2 separate regions of the Mus musculus genome follow, and region 2 is linked to region 1. The links are chromatin contacts, called in public HiChIP or PLAC-seq maps. All regions are on one chromosome and are shown on one strand. Each heading gives the region's core, a stretch centred on a gene start, on an enhancer-like site or on the middle of the called end of the contact. The rest is flanking DNA. Distances are from core to core; before and after follow the strand shown.

Region 1 (3,216 bases), core at 247-2,746:
GATAAAACTCCAGGGCAAATGAGAAGGTGGCCTTGGGACCCTCTATGGTACACAAGAAGCTCTCCAGGACTAGAAGCAATCCACCTCTGTGTGCACACACCACCAGCAAGCCCTACCCTGAACAGGGAGGGTGCCCATCTACCCAGCCCTAGTGCCAATGTGCCAGCCCATGGGTGGAAGGAAGGTGGAGGGGCTGTCAGTGTCTTAACCACCAAATTTGAGAGGCCAGCCTAACTCTGTGCTGGTATAAAAGTGGGGGCTGCCAGCTCTCTACAGGCCTGCCTGGGTCAGGTTTGGCCACATTTTTTCTCTCAGAGCCTACTGCTTCCTCAGGTGAAGATGTTTACTCTCCTGGGGCGGGGGCACTCGGAGCTGCAGGTGTGTGTGGGGTGCGTGTGGGGGCATGTGTGCCCATGTCTATGAGTCTGGGTGGCTCAACAGGTCCGGAAAGGCAGGTGGGCTTTCAGGCTGCCTCCACTCCCAGCACCGAGGATTAGGGAGAGGAGGTCCAGCTCTGGTGGAGCCTGAGGAGGAAGCTACTGGACCACTGTAAGGGTGATCCAGGCCCCAACTCCTCAAAAGACAGGTGGCTGCAGGGAGCTAGCTGGGCCAGGTGAGGAAAGAGACAGACGCTCCCCTGGTGATTCCTGCTCCTGGTGTGCTGGGCAGTGATGTTGGCACTCCCCATTTGTAAAAAGTGAGTGATAACGACCATAAGAACACCTCTTTTTCACACCAAGTCCGGGGGAAACAGACAGCACTCAGAAAAAAAAAGTACCCCTGATTTCTGTCTCTAGGGAAGTGCCCTCCCATTAATTAGGAAACAGAAGCTGCTCAGAGCCCCAGGACTGAGACAAAAGGTCCCAGACCAGAGTTACATAGAGCACGTGGGGATAATATGCCCATCTATCCCTGAGTCCAGGCTGCTCGGGAGGAAAAGAAGGGCAAGGGACAGTGCCTGGAGCGGAGCTCGGGAAAATCTAGCCGGCTGCCTGGCAGAAACAGTGCATCGCAGGGTGAGGAAGATCGGAAGCCAGAGGTCGGGTGGGCAGCACACATCTCCCCACCCCAACCTGAAGGCCAAGGGGCTGCGACCTCCCCCTAGCAGCTATGGATGCCCAATGTATGGCGTGCCCCTAAGAGTTACTCCGCCGGGTGGGCGGCCAGGTCGTGGAGTTGGCTGGAGCTCCAGGCCTGCCACGCCCCAGCGGCCGCGAGCGCAGAGTCCCAGGGGGCTAGGGGTTGGCCGCGTGGGGCGTGGCCGGGAAGGGGCGCCCCGGGCGCCGCTCAAAGGCCGCTAATGTTCGCTAATCCCGGCCTTTCAGGCGGCCGCGGCCCGAGCTGTTGGCCCAACAACAGGCGGCTGAAAGGGGAGTGCAGGGCGCGGGGGGCCCCGGCCCCGACGACCGCTCCGCCCACGGCCTCCCTGCCGGGGACCGGCCCCCGTACAATGCGCGGGGACTCGGCGAGAAGCGGTGCGCGCACGAGGCCTCGGGACTGGGACTGGGCCACCCCTCGGCGCGCTGCGCTCAGGCCTGGCCCGCCGCTGGCCCCTCGCAGCACAGACGGCGGCCCCTCCGGAGCGTGACCCCAGCTTTCAGCGCCGCCCCTGGCCCGGCCCCAGCGCCTCGTTAGGGATTTAATTAAGGAGCCGCCGGGGATTTGCATAATCTCCGCGCCGGGCTGGGAAGCCCCGGGAGGGGGCGACTAACAGGAGCGGAGCGGGTTGGGCAGGTCCATGTGGGCTGTGTGCAGGCCTCCCAGCCAGGGCCCACAAGTGGTCGGCTGACAGCAGGAAGAACCCTTTTGTGTCCAGGTCTCTGGCCCTGGAATTCCCCATCCCGGCTGAGGGTCCCTCTGTCTAACCCTGGCTGACCGAGCTGTAGACTCAGCTGGGCCTCGTTGCCCTGAACACCCCTGCTACCCGCCCCCTTGCCCCCCCCACCCGTCCCCTCGTGCACACACCTCCCCCGCAGGACAAACATTGAGCGCAAACATTCCAATACCGGCCCCACCCCAGGAACGACAGGCCCCGCCCCTGTCCTCAGGTCTTCGGGAGCCCGCGCCCACCCCATCCCTAGAGCCAGCCAGGGTTCAAGCCCTCAATGGGCCCAAAGCCATGGCAAAGTGAGGGGCAGGGAGATGGTTCCCAGGCCAGAGCATCCCCATATGCGCAGCCTGGCCTGGGACGTGTTTCCGTACTGGCCAGTTGTATACGTATGGGCTCCACCGTGGATCTGTAAATAGGGTGAGACTTCTAGGGCCTTCTGGGCCTGTGGTTTTGGCTGAGCTTTAAGTCCATGTCACTCAGGACAACAACTGGAGAGGACCAACTATTGCCACATTCCTAAGGTCTCTATCAGCCTATGAGATTTGGAGACGGAAGCCTGCGTTATGGGGTTTGCCTTTGTAACCGAGTCAAGAAGGATGGTCTTTCTGCCCTCCTCTGCCTTCTGGCATCTCAGATGGGTCACAGCCCCAGTAGCTCCCCTCCCTGTGCCCAGCACAGTCTGCCCTGCGGGCATTCCCACAGCCTTCAAAGGGCACTGTGGGGCAGAGACTTTCATCTCCTGGGTGGTAGCTGGGGCTGGAAGAGCCCCATGGGCACAGCCACCTCCCAGGCCCTGCCCTCTAGTGACCTGTTCCCACCCCTGCAGCCCACCTGGGTTCTGCCTGCCACCTTAGGAAGGGGCCTTAAGACAGGGCAGGAGACTGGAGTCCAGGACTAGCCTGCTAAGACCTGAGATTTCTCACCTCTTAGTGTGGAACTCTAAGCTCTGCGTAAGAACTTGCTCCACTCTGGCTGGTACCCTGGCCTGTGCTAGAGAGGCAAGTGTGCCCTCTACTCTATCCCTATCCCATTCTGTCCCTGTCATGGGCCGGCTTCTCTTAACCTCCTCACCAGGCTAGAATACCTCAGTGCTGTGTATCTAAGAGCCACCCAACCCTAGCTTCTCACCACTGAAGACTCAACCAAGAGCCTCCTCCTCCCAGAAGCCCTCCTGGTCGTTTCCTACTCTCTCCTGGCTCCATACTCTTGACCCTGAGTTATAGTAGCAGCTTATGCTATAGTCTGTGCTCCTTAGGAGAGTGGCCCAAAGCCCAGGGACCATATTTTTCCAAGAAACTTTTCAGCCTGAAAGGGGCTCCAGAGAGGTGAATTAAGAACTATGAGCTAAGCCGGGCGGTGATGGTGCACGCCTTTAATCCCAGCAC
Region 2 (3,166 bases), core at 103-2,602, 260 kb before region 1:
TTTATCTTCGCTTTTCACACCAGTTCAAGTGGCAGGGACTCACATTGTAAACTTTGTAAATAAAGCTTTTCCTTTTGTAGACTTTGTAGACTTTGTAAACTCTCAAGGCAGGAAAGTGGCCTGGCTCCCATTAGAAGAGCCATACCCCACCCCAAGACTTTCCTAACAGCTGCAATGGCTAATTTTTGTAAGAGCAGTTCCAATCCTGAGGTGGGCTATTGGCCAGGCTCCAACCTACAAGAAAAAAAATCTCACTAATCTCTGAGCTTTGCTGCAATGTTCAGGCCACACAAACCTTCCAATCCCAGGCCATCTTGGAAAGCTCTGCACCCCAAGAAACCCTATATAAACACGGCATTCTGCCCAGTTCTCTGCTGCTTCTGCCACTAGCAGAGGCAGCCTCCTTCCTGGGTTTCCCCTCCTAATAAATCTCTTGTGTGAAGTTTGCTGTGTGGTGTGACTTTGTGGTATTCCTTGGCTCCCTACCGCCAGGATCATGCTTGGAGCAGAGCTGTACCACTTCTGCTGGGGGATCTTTCCCCAGACTATGCAGAGGTGTTATACTTGTAGTGGGGAAACTTTCCTAGCACCTGGAGCAGAATTTCTGTAAGGGAAGCCTTTCCCTACAGAACTGTAAGTGTAACACTTACACCTTAGGAGAGTCAAATCAGCAGAAGGCCATGTAACAGAGTAAGACAGAGAAGAGGTTCCACCATCTTGTATTCTTGCAGAGGCTTTCAAATTTAACTAGAATTTGATCTCCTTCAGGAAGAATACGATGGAAAATTACCCAATTCTATTCTAGGAACTCAGGTCAGGTTGTCCTAGCTAACTTATTTTAGCTTCTGTTAAACTGCCTGTTTGTGTGGAAACCCCTCCAACTAACTGCTTAACTTAGCTTCTGTTAAACTGCTTGCTTCTGCAGCTACCTAGTAAGAAGCCAAGGTATAATTTTTGATACTTAGGGCTAGACTTAGGTTCCAGAATACCTGCGTGTAATCTTAGCTGGATAGAATAATGACTTTCAATTGACTATAGATTGTGTCTGTGTGAGTTATCTCTGGTGAGCTACCTGTGAGCACTGGGCCCCTATTGTGCACCCTTCCTGGTGGTCAACAACAGATGTGTCAGGAGCCACTTGCCTGAGTAAAAGTCCGCCTGCTACCCAGAGACAAGATAGGTCAGGGTTTGCTGGCCTGGCAGGATGTTTTGCGAGCAGACAGATCTCCTGGCCTGCTGAAACATGAACATTGGGAAGACAGAAATGTGAGGCTCACGGCAAGGGGCTGAACGTTCTATTGACCTTGGCAGAAGGAACAGGGAGGCCTGGATAAGAGATATCCTGTGTAAATGTCAGCAATTGTTTCTGCTATTCTGTAGTTTTGCTCCCCACAGCACTGTGGAGTATAAAAGGGCTGTACTCAGTAAACTTCAGGCAGCAGTATTCACTGACAGCCCTCCTGAAACTGCCTCTTGGCTCCATGTCTTCTTTATTTTCTTCTTTAATCCTCAGTCCCCACTCAGGGACCATTCGACTTTTGTCAGCGGGCTCTGGCACAGCTGTATGTGAGTGGGTACAATAAAGAAATTGCCAACAACTACTCCATGATATGATTAAAGATTTTTATTGTAGTCATGAGAGAGAGGACAGCCAGAGACATCTGGAAGAATCCAGAGCAGAGGGAGTAAGAAGTAGACTGAATATGGCCAGCAGATTAGACATGGCCGGGGGCAAAGGAAGTGGGGAAGTGGAAGAGAATGCTGGAGATTGTAGGATAGCAAGAGACAGAGAACAGAGCATACTGTGAGAGTAAGATAAAGAGAGTAAGTGGGGGGGGGGAGAGAGAGAGAAAGAGAGAGAAGGGAGAATAGTATAGGGGGGGTAAAACCCTTGCTATTATAACGAGAACAAACAGGTATCTAGGAAGAGGGAATCCTGGGGAGGTGAGAAGGCTAGGATTCTGTCTCAGCTTTGAAGTATAAAACAACTTCTTGTATACTGAAGAAGCCTAGAGCCAGCATGGGCTTTGATATGCAATCACAGGTAGCCATTTGTCCCTTTTGCAAGAGATAAGGGATATTACTCTTTTTTTTGAAGTGGAAATTTCTGATTTCTTTGGTAAGTCAGTTATGTCAAAGAACATTTTGATGAAGCAGATACAGGTGAAAGGATGTTTTTCTAAGGCATGTGAAAAAGACTCCTGATGAAGGATTCCTTGCTAATGACACACATGTATTAGTTCGCCTTACATTGCATTGCTGAGCTCTGTTTGTTGTGACTCCATAGAGAGAAATGCACCAAAAACCTTCTGGTGGTGCTCTGGTGGCTTTTTGCCACTTCCTCGTACTGGAGACAATTGACAAAGGAATGTCAGCTGATACAGACTCGTGTGGTGTTTTGCTAAGACAGACCCATGGGAGGGCACATGATGTTTGGAGTGAATATAATTAGGACTTAATGGGCAGTGACGGGAAGCTTGCATAGTTAGCTTTGCAACACTTCACTCTTTGGCTTTGCTGATCTTCAATTCGTTGAGAGGCACAGAAAAGAACATCCCCTGGTGCCCCTGCTGGTCCTGGTCACTCCTGCTGACTTGTGCTGATTTGGCTGAGGCCTGGCTGTTTCTGCTAAGTCCTGCCACCACTGCTGATTCATATTTGTTGCCCAGACAGTATTGGACTGCTGGTGTATGTGTGAAGTGTTTGCTAGTGGATTGAGTTGCTGCAGTTGATTTCTGTGACCTGAACTGCTGATTTTCTGACAATGCAGATTGGATTTGCTCCAAAGAATGTTTTCCAAGCAGGTCCACTCCCCCTGTATCCTAATAACTTTTCTTTTCCACCACTTCCAGTGGGTGGTGGGATAGATGGGAGGTTAAAGCATTTAAGAACCATTATAAAAAGTAGGGTTTGAAATATCTAAGTCTACACTTTTTCAGCAGGTGGGAACCAACTTCACAAGTTCTTGAGTAATGTTGGCTCTTATCTAACTCTGCAGTCTACCTTGAGCTCATTTCTGGACATCTGGACTGCCTACAAGACCTAAAACCTGGTAGATTCAGCACTTTAAAAAACAGCAGCTGAGCCACCTGGAAAGGACAGGTTCCAACCTGTTAGATGTCTAATGACTTGTCCTGTGCTCCAGATTTCCAGCTTTATGAGCTGT

What was found. HiChIP or PLAC-seq counts read pairs in DNA pulled down with a chosen protein or histone mark.
Region 2: a contact with region 1 is called in an H3K27ac HiChIP or PLAC-seq map of extraembryonic endoderm stem cells, with 2.1 times the contacts expected there. The contact joins two enhancer-like sites. A contact is called at or near these places in 17 of 484 Hi-C or Micro-C datasets (the C10 cell line, astrocytes, bone marrow-derived macrophages and 10 more) and 2 of 115 datasets of contacts at active chromatin or transcription factors (extraembryonic endoderm stem cells and pancreatic cancer cells).

What each region holds. Positions count from the first base shown.
Region 1 is chr5:33,693,776-33,696,991 of GRCm38.p6, reverse strand. No RefSeq gene overlaps it. Among named protein-coding and RNA genes, the nearest start is that of Fgfr3, 26 kb to the left of the region's middle. Within about 2 kb of position 1,496, at least 114 of the 459 cell types and tissues checked have an H3K27ac peak or open chromatin away from gene starts, as enhancers often do. A contact at or near this core is called in extraembryonic endoderm stem cells, where this site is marked.
Region 2 is chr5:33,957,722-33,960,887 of GRCm38.p6, reverse strand. No RefSeq gene overlaps it. Among named protein-coding and RNA genes, the nearest start is that of Nelfa, 23 kb to the right of the region's middle. Within about 2 kb of position 1,352, at least 5 of the 459 cell types and tissues checked have an H3K27ac peak or open chromatin away from gene starts, as enhancers often do. A contact at or near this core is called in extraembryonic endoderm stem cells, where this site is marked.